Regions from separate parts of the Mus musculus genome. Here region 1 is linked to region 2. The links are chromatin contacts, called in public HiChIP or PLAC-seq maps. All regions are on one chromosome and are shown on one strand. The core of a region is the stretch at or near the end of the contact, and the rest is flanking DNA. Distances in the headings are between cores, read along the strand shown.

Evidence for each region. HiChIP or PLAC-seq counts read pairs in DNA pulled down with a chosen protein or histone mark.
Region 1: a contact with region 2 is called in a BATF HiChIP or PLAC-seq map of CD8 T cells, with 32 read pairs. The contact joins the enhancer-like site here to the promoter of Prss2 in region 2. A contact is called at or near these places in 4 of 39 promoter capture datasets (cranial neural crest, epiblast stem cells, frontonasal cranial neural crest and 1 more), 2 of 15 datasets of contacts at CTCF or cohesin (CD8 T cells and pro-B cells), 17 of 484 Hi-C or Micro-C datasets (CD4 T cells, CD8 T cells, CD8 central memory T cells and 9 more), 6 of 115 datasets of contacts at active chromatin or transcription factors (CD8 T cells, the SCID.adh cell line, embryonic fibroblasts and 2 more) and 1 of 9 other capture datasets (adipose tissue).

Annotation. Positions count from the first base shown.
Region 1 is chr6:41,551,059-41,556,650 of GRCm38.p6, reverse strand. It overlaps Tcrb. Among named protein-coding and RNA genes, the nearest start is that of Prss2, 32 kb to the right of the region's middle. Within about 2 kb of position 2,095, at least 89 of the 459 cell types and tissues checked have an H3K27ac peak or open chromatin away from gene starts, as enhancers often do. A contact at or near this core is called in CD8 T cells, CD8 central memory T cells, the SCID.adh cell line and 10 more, where this site is marked.
Region 2 is chr6:41,520,136-41,525,608 of GRCm38.p6, reverse strand. Prss2 (protease, serine 2) reads right to left here and starts at 3,833. Exons shown (of 5, transcript NM_009430.2): 1 at 3,766-3,833; 2 at 2,633-2,792; 3 at 1,501-1,754; 4 at 1,020-1,156; 5 at 530-736. The coding sequence starts at 3,805. The coding sequence ends at 587. It also overlaps Tcrb.

The DNA.
Region 1 (5,592 bases), core at 846-3,345, 33 kb before region 2:
TTTAGCCCTCACTCCTCTCTAGATCATATTCCCAAAAGGGAATTTCCCCCAATGTCTCTTTTCTTCCACAAGAGGGCACAAGAAGTCTTAAAATCCTCTGTTCCTGGCACCAAACACTATCTAGAGTGATTCTGATGTATCACTGATGTATTTTCAATCTCATTTAATTAATATACAAAGGAAAAATCAAAACAGAGACACTGAGTGATCAACAACATACTTGACAATGTCCAAATGTCTCTATCACACTTGATGAATAGGTGTAAAGTAGCCAGGATACAGAGAGCCATCATAAAGATCAAAACAATGAAGTATATTAAAGATGGTACCAGGCAAAGCTACAAGTAAAACATTTGACTTCAAGTCTAGATTTCCTAGTTTCTAAGACCTGAGGGCAGTTATGTAGTTTTTCTAGATTTCATTTTTTTTTCACCAGCAAATGTTATCTGTATGCATTGTTAGATATTGAAGGAGATCATATTTTGCAAGTACTATTACAAAGTCTAACTTTTGGCAGGTGTCCTTTTCCTCCCTGGAAGCTTACAAAGTACTTTGACTGTAGCTCCTCCAAATTGTCTCATTTAAAAATATTTAAACAGAAAATATGTCACAAACATGACAATGCTTATGTGGCAAACCGATGCCAATTTTCTCATGTGCTGTCTGCTCTGAATTCATCCTAGAACATTCCTGTTGGAACTCTGTGCAATCTCAGGGTCTGTCTTCAAGGAGAAACACTGTGTGTGTGTGTGTGTGTGTGTGTGTGTGTGTGTGTGTGTACATTAAAAGGAGAAACGATTTTTAGCTAGATTTAATACAATTAAGTTCCAAATGAGAGGATTGTTTGAATAGAAACACAGAAATCTCAGCGTCTTTAAAGTCTTGGAAACAGCAAATGAGAAAAAGAAAATCCTAGTGATGGCTAAGGATAATGTAGCACACAAGAAGAGGCTGTTTAAGGAGAGTCCTGAAAACCATGTATACACACTAGAGCAAGTCATTATCCTGCATTTAGTTATCTGCCTCTATTTATGCATAAAGATTCTGCTGCCATAACTGTTTCAATTGTACCCAAAGGTCAAAACCTCAGTCATTATAACTAGGGAAAACAGGAAAACACTTCAGGATGGCATATCCTAATAGTAGGTGCTACCTGCTGCCAACATCAATGTCATGGTTCCTGGTTAAATGTGGCTTCTTTTCTAGGAGATCTGTAAGGATGCTGATTTTGACTTTGACTTTATAAATGTGTCACAATAACTATCCCTAAGGATATCATTGCCTGATTTTCACACACAGGCTGCTGAGGACCACAGAAGTTAGAGAAACTCCCCTCAAGGATCTAAGCCATAATGGGATTGACTGGGGCCCCTTGACTGCTTCTAGAAGGTAGAAAAAGGCCCAGCCTTAGGAAGGCTGGGCTACTTCATATGATTTTTTAAAGATTATATGATTTAGTTGAGTGTGTGATGGATAGAGCAGGATTGGCTTGTATATTTTGCGAGTTCCCACTTCCTCATTTGAGAGTTTCTGGAGGTCTGGTTTTCCATTCTTTCCTGTGTTGTGTGTAGACGTTTCCCTCATCTTACCCACATGAGGCAGGAAATACAAAGCACATTCACTTTACAGCCCTTACTCACAGAGGATACACCCCAGCGAAAGCCAGCCAATGAATGCAGGACAGACAGACCATCTATTTTTCATTCGGTTTATTATTTAGACTCTGTTCCTGTGACTCATTACATGAATGGGCTCTCATTACATTAGTTGAAGGAAATGGAGGATACTTGTGAAGAGAGGGTGACTGGAGTTGGGGTTAAGTGGAAAGAGAAGTGGGAAGAGCGGTGATGTGGGAGCCATGGGAACCCTAATGAGGTCAGAGCTGTTATTGCACCTGTCTCCATGGTGCATACTGAAGGCTTCTGTTTCCTGTGTGACTTCTAACAGATGTAAGATAGTTTAGATGGGGGGCTTGAGATGAGATATATGGGTTCCCCTTTAGAGACCCTCCTCTTGGTTGTTCTCACTGTCACGGTGATAGCTAGAGGCTGAGGTAGAAAGGGCTGCATGAGAAGGGTTTGAAGACAGGATGTGGCAAGTGTGGTTCCCAAAATGCTCAGAATGTGAGTGAGTGGGGGAGCATTCACAGGCACCCCAGATGTAGGACCTGGTAAATGTCAAACCACATCCTGTTGTGACTCCTGGAGATGGAGCTATGGCAGGTGGCCATTCTTACTTGGTGCTGATGTTACTTACAGATAAACAGCCAGACCTGGGGTGAGATGCTTCCACCCCTTCCCCCATTGTCTTCAGGAACCGAAAAGTCCCAGGAATGCATCTCTTCACTTGCTGATGTTTGATGAAAAACAGTTCTTCTTAAGATTATTTTTTTTATCATGTTCCTATATCTCTTTGCTGGAATCGGTCAGGGAAACAAGTATTAAGGGTCCTACTGTGCCTGGTTAACTATGGGACTCAAGATCAGCACTGTCCCTTTGCAGGTCAGATGCCTTGTAAGATATATCACAATGTGTGTGTCTGGAGCTGGGAAGGACTTAGATTTCCCCACTTACCATTCTGTCAGTGCTACAAGGCCTGCAGAATTTTCATCAACAAACCACTAAGTAGGGTCTGAGGCTCCTTATGGAGCACCTTGGTTCACAGGAATTGAAGGGATCTGGAAAGCTGGAGATGGTAAATGCATTCTGCAGCTGGGGAGAGAGGAGGGGGAAGAACTGATTCTCTGAGTTTTAGCAGATCCTGGACTCCAGGCAGAGTTTGGAGAACATGTGCTCCATATCGAGCTGAGATCTTGCTGTGATTTTGTGAATCACTTGTATAAGATTAAATAAGGCGACATGATCCCATCTGAGAGAGTGTGAGGATAGAGGGATAAATATAATGGACTACAGAATTAGAATCTTGTTGAGACTTGGTAAGTTTGGAAGAAGCACTAAAGAAATAAATGCAAGAGAACCGAAGTACATTTTGGTCTCCTGCACATCCTCACAGATAGAAAAGCAACAATTTGCACACACAGAGGGGGTACATGGCTCAGATGCAGCACATGTGTGAAAGAACTAGAGTTTTGAGTCCCAAGTGATCTCTGAGTCAACGGCAGGATGTAGACATACAAAGGTAAAAAGTCGCCCCACCCAAATGATACCTAACACATCAAAAACAAGGGGTATAACTAACTCCCTCTTTACTCTATGTAGGTCAGAACCCACCTGGTGCTGAGTTTTTTTTTTTTCTGAATACAGTGCTTTCAGAATGATAGAAGGATAAAAGTGAGCTGAAATGTTTTTATAAGAAAGTAACTGATCCACTAGGAGAAAGAAATGCTCAGAACTGTACATTTGAGGGAATGAGAGAGAGAGAGAGAGAGAGAGAGAGAGAGAGAGAGAGAGAGAGAGAGAGGGAGGGAGAGAGAGAGAGAGAGAGAGAGAGAGAGAGAGAGAGAGAGAGAGAGAGAGAGAGAGAACTGGAAGTGAAGTGTTGAGCCAGGAAAATATATTTAAGTGAACATAAATTACAGTGCTTGATAGTTATTACCCTGTGCTAAGAACTGTAGATATTGTGTGGATTGATTAAGCCATGTGATTGAGTCCATTTAACACAAGGGGAGGCCAAGTCTTTGGTGGCCACTTGCTTAAATCATATAGCTGGGGAAACATAGAAATGAAGCCCAAATCCAGACTTTTTGGCTTTCAAGTCTATGTTTATTGCAGGCGTGGTTCTTAAAGTGAAGATTATTCTTCCTTGTAGGTTTAAGTAATGGTCTTTACAAGCTCCAACTGCTTCTGAGGCTCTCTTAGGGGAACAGAATTATAAGCTGAGAAAGATATGCATGGTAAAAAATTATAGATACTCAAATAGTCAGCAAATGTTCATAGAGCGGCCCAATGGATAAAGGGCTTATTCAGACAACTAAGAACTCTTTGGGGACAGTTAAAACTACTTGCGAAGAAAAGGAGGATTCAATGCTATGTTGTTGTTGTTCTTTAACACGTACATGGTTTGTGATACCAGGTCTCATGAAGATCAATTCATTGTATAGTGAATGTGTAGGGCTGTAGTTGTTAAGAAGTCCTAAAACTTGGACTCAATGTTACTGTTTCCAAAGTCTTCACTTATATCAGCGATGGTTATAACAAGATGGGTGGCTCCGCTTTTGGCATGGTTTCCCTATCAAGGCACTCTTACATTCATAGATGAGAGCTGAAATCAATTTCCTAAAAACCTGATGAAATGTTGGAAGCAGACATAATCGTTGGCCCTTTTCAGTTCCCTTCGATGACCAGCAGGTAGTGTTTACTCTTTTATGAGATATCCCACTCCCCCCACACCCCACCCTCCACCCCAGGCAGCCTGCTTCAAGAAACAGGTACAAGAGATGAAAAAACTACTTGGAGACAGGGAAGGTAAATATGTAGCTGGGACTTAGGTGATGGGACTAGTGAACTGAATATGTCTTCTCTGTTAAAAGTTGATATTTCAGGTAAAGTCTTACACTGTCATAATAAATCCTAAGGAGAGGCAGAGTGGTAGGAATTGTTAGGAAAAGAAGCTTTCAAAGCCCAACACTGAGTATTGTAGTGGGAAGAGCTCCATGAATTTATCATCTACAAATAAACAGAGAAAAAGGCTCTCAGAGGTAGAGGAAAACATACAACCTAATGCTATGACATGTTTTGTGTTTGGGTCCAAATTTCCTGAGTATGTTAAGAACTGACCTGTGGGCTCTAGCCATCCTCCTATTCCCCAGCACTCTAAATGGAACTGTATCTACACATGATGGTATTTGTGTTTTAACACAGAACTTCACCAGGAAAGACTAAGAACAAATCCTCCACTTCCACAACTATCCCTAGTCAGAGTGACTTCATAACACACAAAACTCGATCATGTAGGAGCATGAATCACACAGTTCTCCCCAGGGCACTACAAAGAATAATGGAGAAATGGCTCAAAACAAGAAATAGGTGATCCATAGAGTTACATCAACTCTTTCTTCTTTCTCTTAACTGCTTTTTAAAGAAAGACTAAACCTTTGTCTTCTAGATGATCCTACAGACTCCTGAAGCATCTCCCTTCCTGAAGCTGACAAAGCCCAAATTGAGTACTGTAATGGGAAGATCTCCACGGCTGGTGTTAATAGGAAAATTCCTCTGGACGAATGGAATCAACTCCAGTGCTATCTGCACAAGAATCATTTGCCTTCCTTAACATAAATTATCATTATCACATGACTTCCAGATATTTTCCTTACCCTTCATAATTGACAGATCTGTAATGGCTTTAAGTCAGTTTCCCTGTGCTACCTATGAAAACTCATCTGTGTTTCACAACATTGTAAGAACTTGGGAACCGTCAGGAATTGTTTCAGAGAGTGTTTTACATAAGTCTCTTCAGCCAGTAAGGATCTTCTACCTCAATGTTGTTACCACTTGTAGAGTTTACTGTGAACCTTGTCTTACTTTCTACCTGCCTCACTGACAAGCAAGTTACATTGGACCAGAGTCCAGAACAAGTAGAACTCTTCAGATCAACGAAGAATCCCTGTAGTGTTTCTCCTTTGCAAAAATAACT
Region 2 (5,473 bases), core at 2,584-5,083:
GTGGCTCAAACTATCTGTACTGGGGTCCGATGCCCTCTTCTGATGCGTCTGAAGAAAGCTACAGTGTACTCATATACATTAAATAAATAAATCTTAAACAAAAAGGAGAAGCTTTGGTCCACTATTCAGACACAACATTTCTTGAAAAAGTAAAATGAAACAAGCTCCTCATTATGATTCTACAGAAATTTACTATTTATTATTATTAATTATTATTAATTTTGATTTTTGAGACAGGATTTCTCTGTATATCCCTGGCTGTCCTAGAACTCACTCTGTAGACCAGGTTGGCCTTGAACTCAGAAATTAGCCTGCCACTGCCTCTCAAGTACTGGAACTAAAAGCATGTACCTTTATCATACACCCTGAAATTATTTTTGTGTTTCCTATGCTGCTGTTGATTATTTAATGAATTCTATTTTGCTATCCAGGATACTTTTCAGTGGAGACTCTCTGCTGCCCTCAAAAGCCTCAGATAAGAGCATGCTTCCCAGAGCTAAGGGACTAGAGAGGTGAAAGAGACAAACATACAGTGATGACAAATGAACTTTATTGATAATACTGATTGAAGAGAGACTAGGGTTCTCTAGTTGTCAGCAATTGTGTTCTGAATCCAGTCCACGTAGTTGCAGACCTTGGTGTATACACCAGGAGCATCTGGCTGGGCACAGCCATAGCCCCAGGAGACAATGCCCTGCAGCTCTCCATTGCAGACCACAGGGCCACCAGAGTCACCCTGGATTAGAGAAATACAGTGTTTAGGGAAGGGATATGTGGAAAAAGAATCACATTTACTCTGACCTTAAGACCTCATTCTATTTACTCTAGAATAGTTCCATTTTTTTTTTCTGCATTGAAACACAACATTGTCTATTCTCACTAATGAGATGAAATGACATTCAGCATAGATCTCATACCTGCCTGATCCCACTGTGTGAAGCTTCAAGTTTCCCAATAATGGACACTCACATGCCACTCCCAGGAGAACAGAGGTTTCATATCCAATGAGAGTCACTTACCTGGCAGGAATCTTTGCCTCCCTCCAGGAAGCCAACACAGATCATGTTGTTGGTGATGTCCCCAGGGTAGGAGGCCTCACAGTCAGCCTGAGGCAGCACTGGGGCATCAACACACTGGAGCAGGTCTGGGTTGTTCACTGAGAGGAAGGGTAATGATCAAAGAAAGAAGAAATATTCATCAGCGCACTTGGAGGAACAAGAGTTTATCCTAGAATGTCATGGGTAGCCACCACAGAGATCATTAAGAAGATAAATTCCAGCAAAGAATTGTAGCTTTCTAAATCTGTAAAATGACCCTTGTTGATCCTGTTTTCATTGTTGATCCTGTTACACATCTCCCTTAGGTATCAACTACAGTTTTTATAATTGGTACTTTAAACTTATTTGCCAGGTATAAGCCAGCAGGTTCAATACCAGATAGATGCCTGGTTTTGGAAAACATGGGAAGGAAGGAATGTAGTAGGTGAAATGTCCTACTCACCACCATTGCTGAGGGTGTTGCCCCAGCCAGAGATGAGGCACTGAGTGCCTGCAGGTGCACAGGAGCTGGGCAGAGGTACAGAGGCCACTCTGGCATTGAGGGTCACAGGGGAAGCCAGTTTGATCAGCATGATGTCATTGTCCAGGGTCCATGAATTATAATTGGGGTGCCGGATGATCTTGGCAGAATCAACAAACTGCTCATTGCCCTCCAGGACATTGATGTTGTGCTCTCCCAGTCTCACTTGGATGCGGCTGTTGGAAGGAAAACGCATGCTAGAGGTTTTTGTCCAAGACACCTCAGGGTTCCCAAGCTTCTTGCTCAGGAGTGGCTCTGGAGGTCTAGAGTAGATCTTGAGGTAATGTGAAAGGAGAAGCTGTTTGGGGGTAGATAGTTTCTGGTTAAGCAACCTTGCCTTTTTTTTTCTTCTTCTTCAGAGATTGGTGGTATATAAAGAGTACAGTTTGGGGATGGTTTTCAATCTGCCATCCCACAGTCCCTCACACATTCAGAGATGTGGACCCGAGATAACATTTGATGCTCATCTCACTTTCTGAGTCTTTGTTAATGACAGAAGGATCTATGAGTAATATTTCTTGCTTTATTCAGGACTATTATTATGTGAGACCTAGGCCTGTTTAGTCCAAAGTATTATGACATGGAACCTTGAGGGAAGTTTACATTCTTGTTCCCAACTCTACAAGTACTGAGTCAGTGTCCCTGTCATTTATGTTACATACCTGGGACTGAGAAAGCCTAGTAGAGACTGCATTGAGTTTTACCAATTTTTAGCTGTATTTCTGAAAAGTTGGAGTTCATTTTTCTTCTTAGCTAGTGGTGGTTGTACAAAGTTCTTGCCTGACTTTCTCACAAGTATGTATAGTAACAAAACAAATATTTCTTGGTTTAATGACTCACATTCATTGCTATTTTATGAGTTTGTTGAGGAAATGAGAGCCTTCCTATTCTGTATCAAATTTTCCACAGTGCTCACAATAGTTAACTGCTGCCAGCAACTTCTCCTCATGGCTTTCTTTCCCCCATTCACCTTACAACTTCACCACTTGACGAAGTGCTGTGTTCTAAATATTTCCCAGAACGTGGGCTTCTTACTTAGGGGTTAGTCACTTACTATTTGTAGCAGTGAGCTGCAGACACCACCCACTGGTCATTGATGAGGGAACCTCCACAGAAGTGGTAGCCAGCATTTAGGGACACCTGATAGGGGACAGAACTCTCTCGGCAGGTGTATCCTCCAACAATCTTGTCATCATCATCCACAGGGAAAGCAACTTCATGGGAGATAGGAAATGAAAATAAGCAAATGCATCTGGGTATTGGAGGTTCCATGGCAGCTAAAACCCTTAGGATTTCTTACTGAGCACCATGAGTGTAGGAAAGCTGCACTCGTTCTATCTCTAATAGGCAACATAGATTTTAGGGCTTCCCAGTATCAGGTTCTGTAGGACAGACAGATAGTTCCCACAGAACTAGATCTGTTCCCAGATCTCTTCTGAGCATCCGTGATGGGACAGCAAGAATTACCTGAGAAAACACTTAATTGGATCCCATTAGAAGTCAGTTCTTCCCATTGCTTGCTTTATTTATATATATGTGTATTTCTTATCTGTTCCACCTGAATATTGGCTTTTTACCTGGGCCAGTGTCTCACAGAAAATTTTTACCTAGGCTAGCTTCCCATAGAAATCAACTCTTTAGAATGAATCAAGAATAGAAAGGAATATGCAAGACAACTTAGACTTATCAAGGGAAACATAGCCGATGAACTTGCCAATATATCAGTATTTCTTAACTTTGACTGGTAAGATGAAGTTTATTTAGAGATGGACCTATTAAACAGGCAAGACCTAAGACATATAGGATCAGAATTCTAATGGTTGAATATTTAGCAAAAATAAGCTTTTTGTGTCTGTAAACACATTTTTTCCTTAAGAACACCTGTGGTGGAAGTATCACAGAGCTGCTGGAGTCAAGCAGTGGACATGCAGGCTCATTTTATGGAACCTTCTTGTTAGCTTCACCTTTCAACATTCCCTGCTCTTGGCACCAATTAGAATGAAGACTGGAGACAAGAGTAGATTAAAGGCTAAGTGAGAAAAACAAGGAATGAGAAGCCAGGAAAGTAGGGAGAAGGTTTGAGAGGCTGGTGAGACTATCAGAATATAGGTAAGAGACAGCATTGGGATAGTTCATATATTTCATTCAGTGGAACAGACAGAGCTTGGGAAAAAGAGTGAAACTCACCAGCAGCTCCCACAAGGGCTAGGATCAGAAGTGCACTCATGGTGACAGAAAGTCATGAGCACAGAAAGAGTGCCTGTCTTTATAGTTCCCTAAACAAAGAGGAAGGCACCTTGGCTAAAAGTGGAGGGGTCATTTTTTTTTTTCCCTGCACAAACATAGCTGCAGGTTTCTCTTTCCCAGAGTCTTGCATCAGCTTTGCTCTGTTTGGTGCCCTTGTCACATGGCGAGCTACAGGTGACAAGGGAACTTTTTTCTCAGGTCACATAAGGAGGACAATTGCTTCTTGGAAGGATCATGCAATGGAAAAACCAGGGGAAGTCAAGCCCTTGTCTCCACAGTGGGATTTCTTAGGCTTAGGTGATAAGAGGAAGAGCAAAGACTGTCTAAGATCCTTAGACATCCTGACTTCATTAATGTTTTAAGGAACTTTGAGCAAGGACTGGTTCTAGTAACTAGTGGGGTTGCTTGGTGCCCTCATGGTAGGAAATCAGCATTGCCTAAGCCCCTTATCTATGAACCTGACTATTTTACTGAACAAGAAGATGAAATTAAAGGGTTCTAAGGTCTGCAATTAAAACAGCCATGATGAAAAACTAGGAGGTGCAGAATTCAATCTAAGCTGGGGCTTTCACTTAGCTCTTTTCTAACCAGACTCATGGATTGAAGGTGTGTTTTGAAGAGGATGGATAAAACTTAAATAAGTACTTCCTCTATATGTTACAGGGGTGGAATGCTCACATCAAAACTGTGCTCTATTTTTCTGTTGCCTTTTGCTCTTGTCATATGTCACTTTTAAGGGTCATCAAGGCTCCAGAAAATTACACTAAGTATTAATACCTCGTATTCTAGGAAAATGCATCCTGAGATAAAAGTATATATGATGTTTTGGATGTGAGAAAATGTTTGGACAGTGTTTAATCTGGGTCCCAGTGAGATAATTAGTTGTGTATAGATATGAAAGGATTCTGTAAATGTCTATTTTTAACATAAAAAGAGGTCTGGTGAGTGGGAGTGGGGGTTGGGGACATCCTCTTGGAGATGGGGGAAGAGGTATGGGATGTGGAACAGTCAGAAGGTGGACTGGGAGGGGTATAAAAGTCTGGACTGTAAAAAGAGAATAAAATTTAAAAAAAAGAGTATTATAATATGCTCATCCCTCAATTTATTGCAGTAAAACCTGGCCAGAGAAGAAAAAGTGAAGAAAAAGATAAACAGTTGACTGGCGATGGATCAATTTTAATCTAGTTATACAGTCAGTTGGAGGAGCCTTGCTGTCAATTGTTTATCTTTTTCTTTACTCCAAATCTAGGCTTTGGGAGCTTTCAATTGGAGCTGAGATTATGTGTCAGTGTTTTTTGCAAGATACTGAACATTCTAGAGATACTAAATAAAGGTGAAAAAAACTGAGCTTAAACTGTAATTGTGGTGGAGACGGTAAGATGACCAGAGGTTGGGGAAATGCAGAGTATACTGCAGGAAAGGCCAACATGGGGCTCAACAGGCTCTTCAGTGGCCCCATTCCTGACATTATTAGGGCAGATTTACAAAAAGTCCCTGTACTGAATCCTCTCATTTCTGCATCTTGCATCTCATATAAAGGCTTTTGAGCTTATACCTAAGTGGAAGGTCTGTCCTACTAAAAAGTGCTTGAAACTTTCAGAATTTTCACTTTTCACAAATGTTTTAATATGAGGTCTTCAGAAAAATG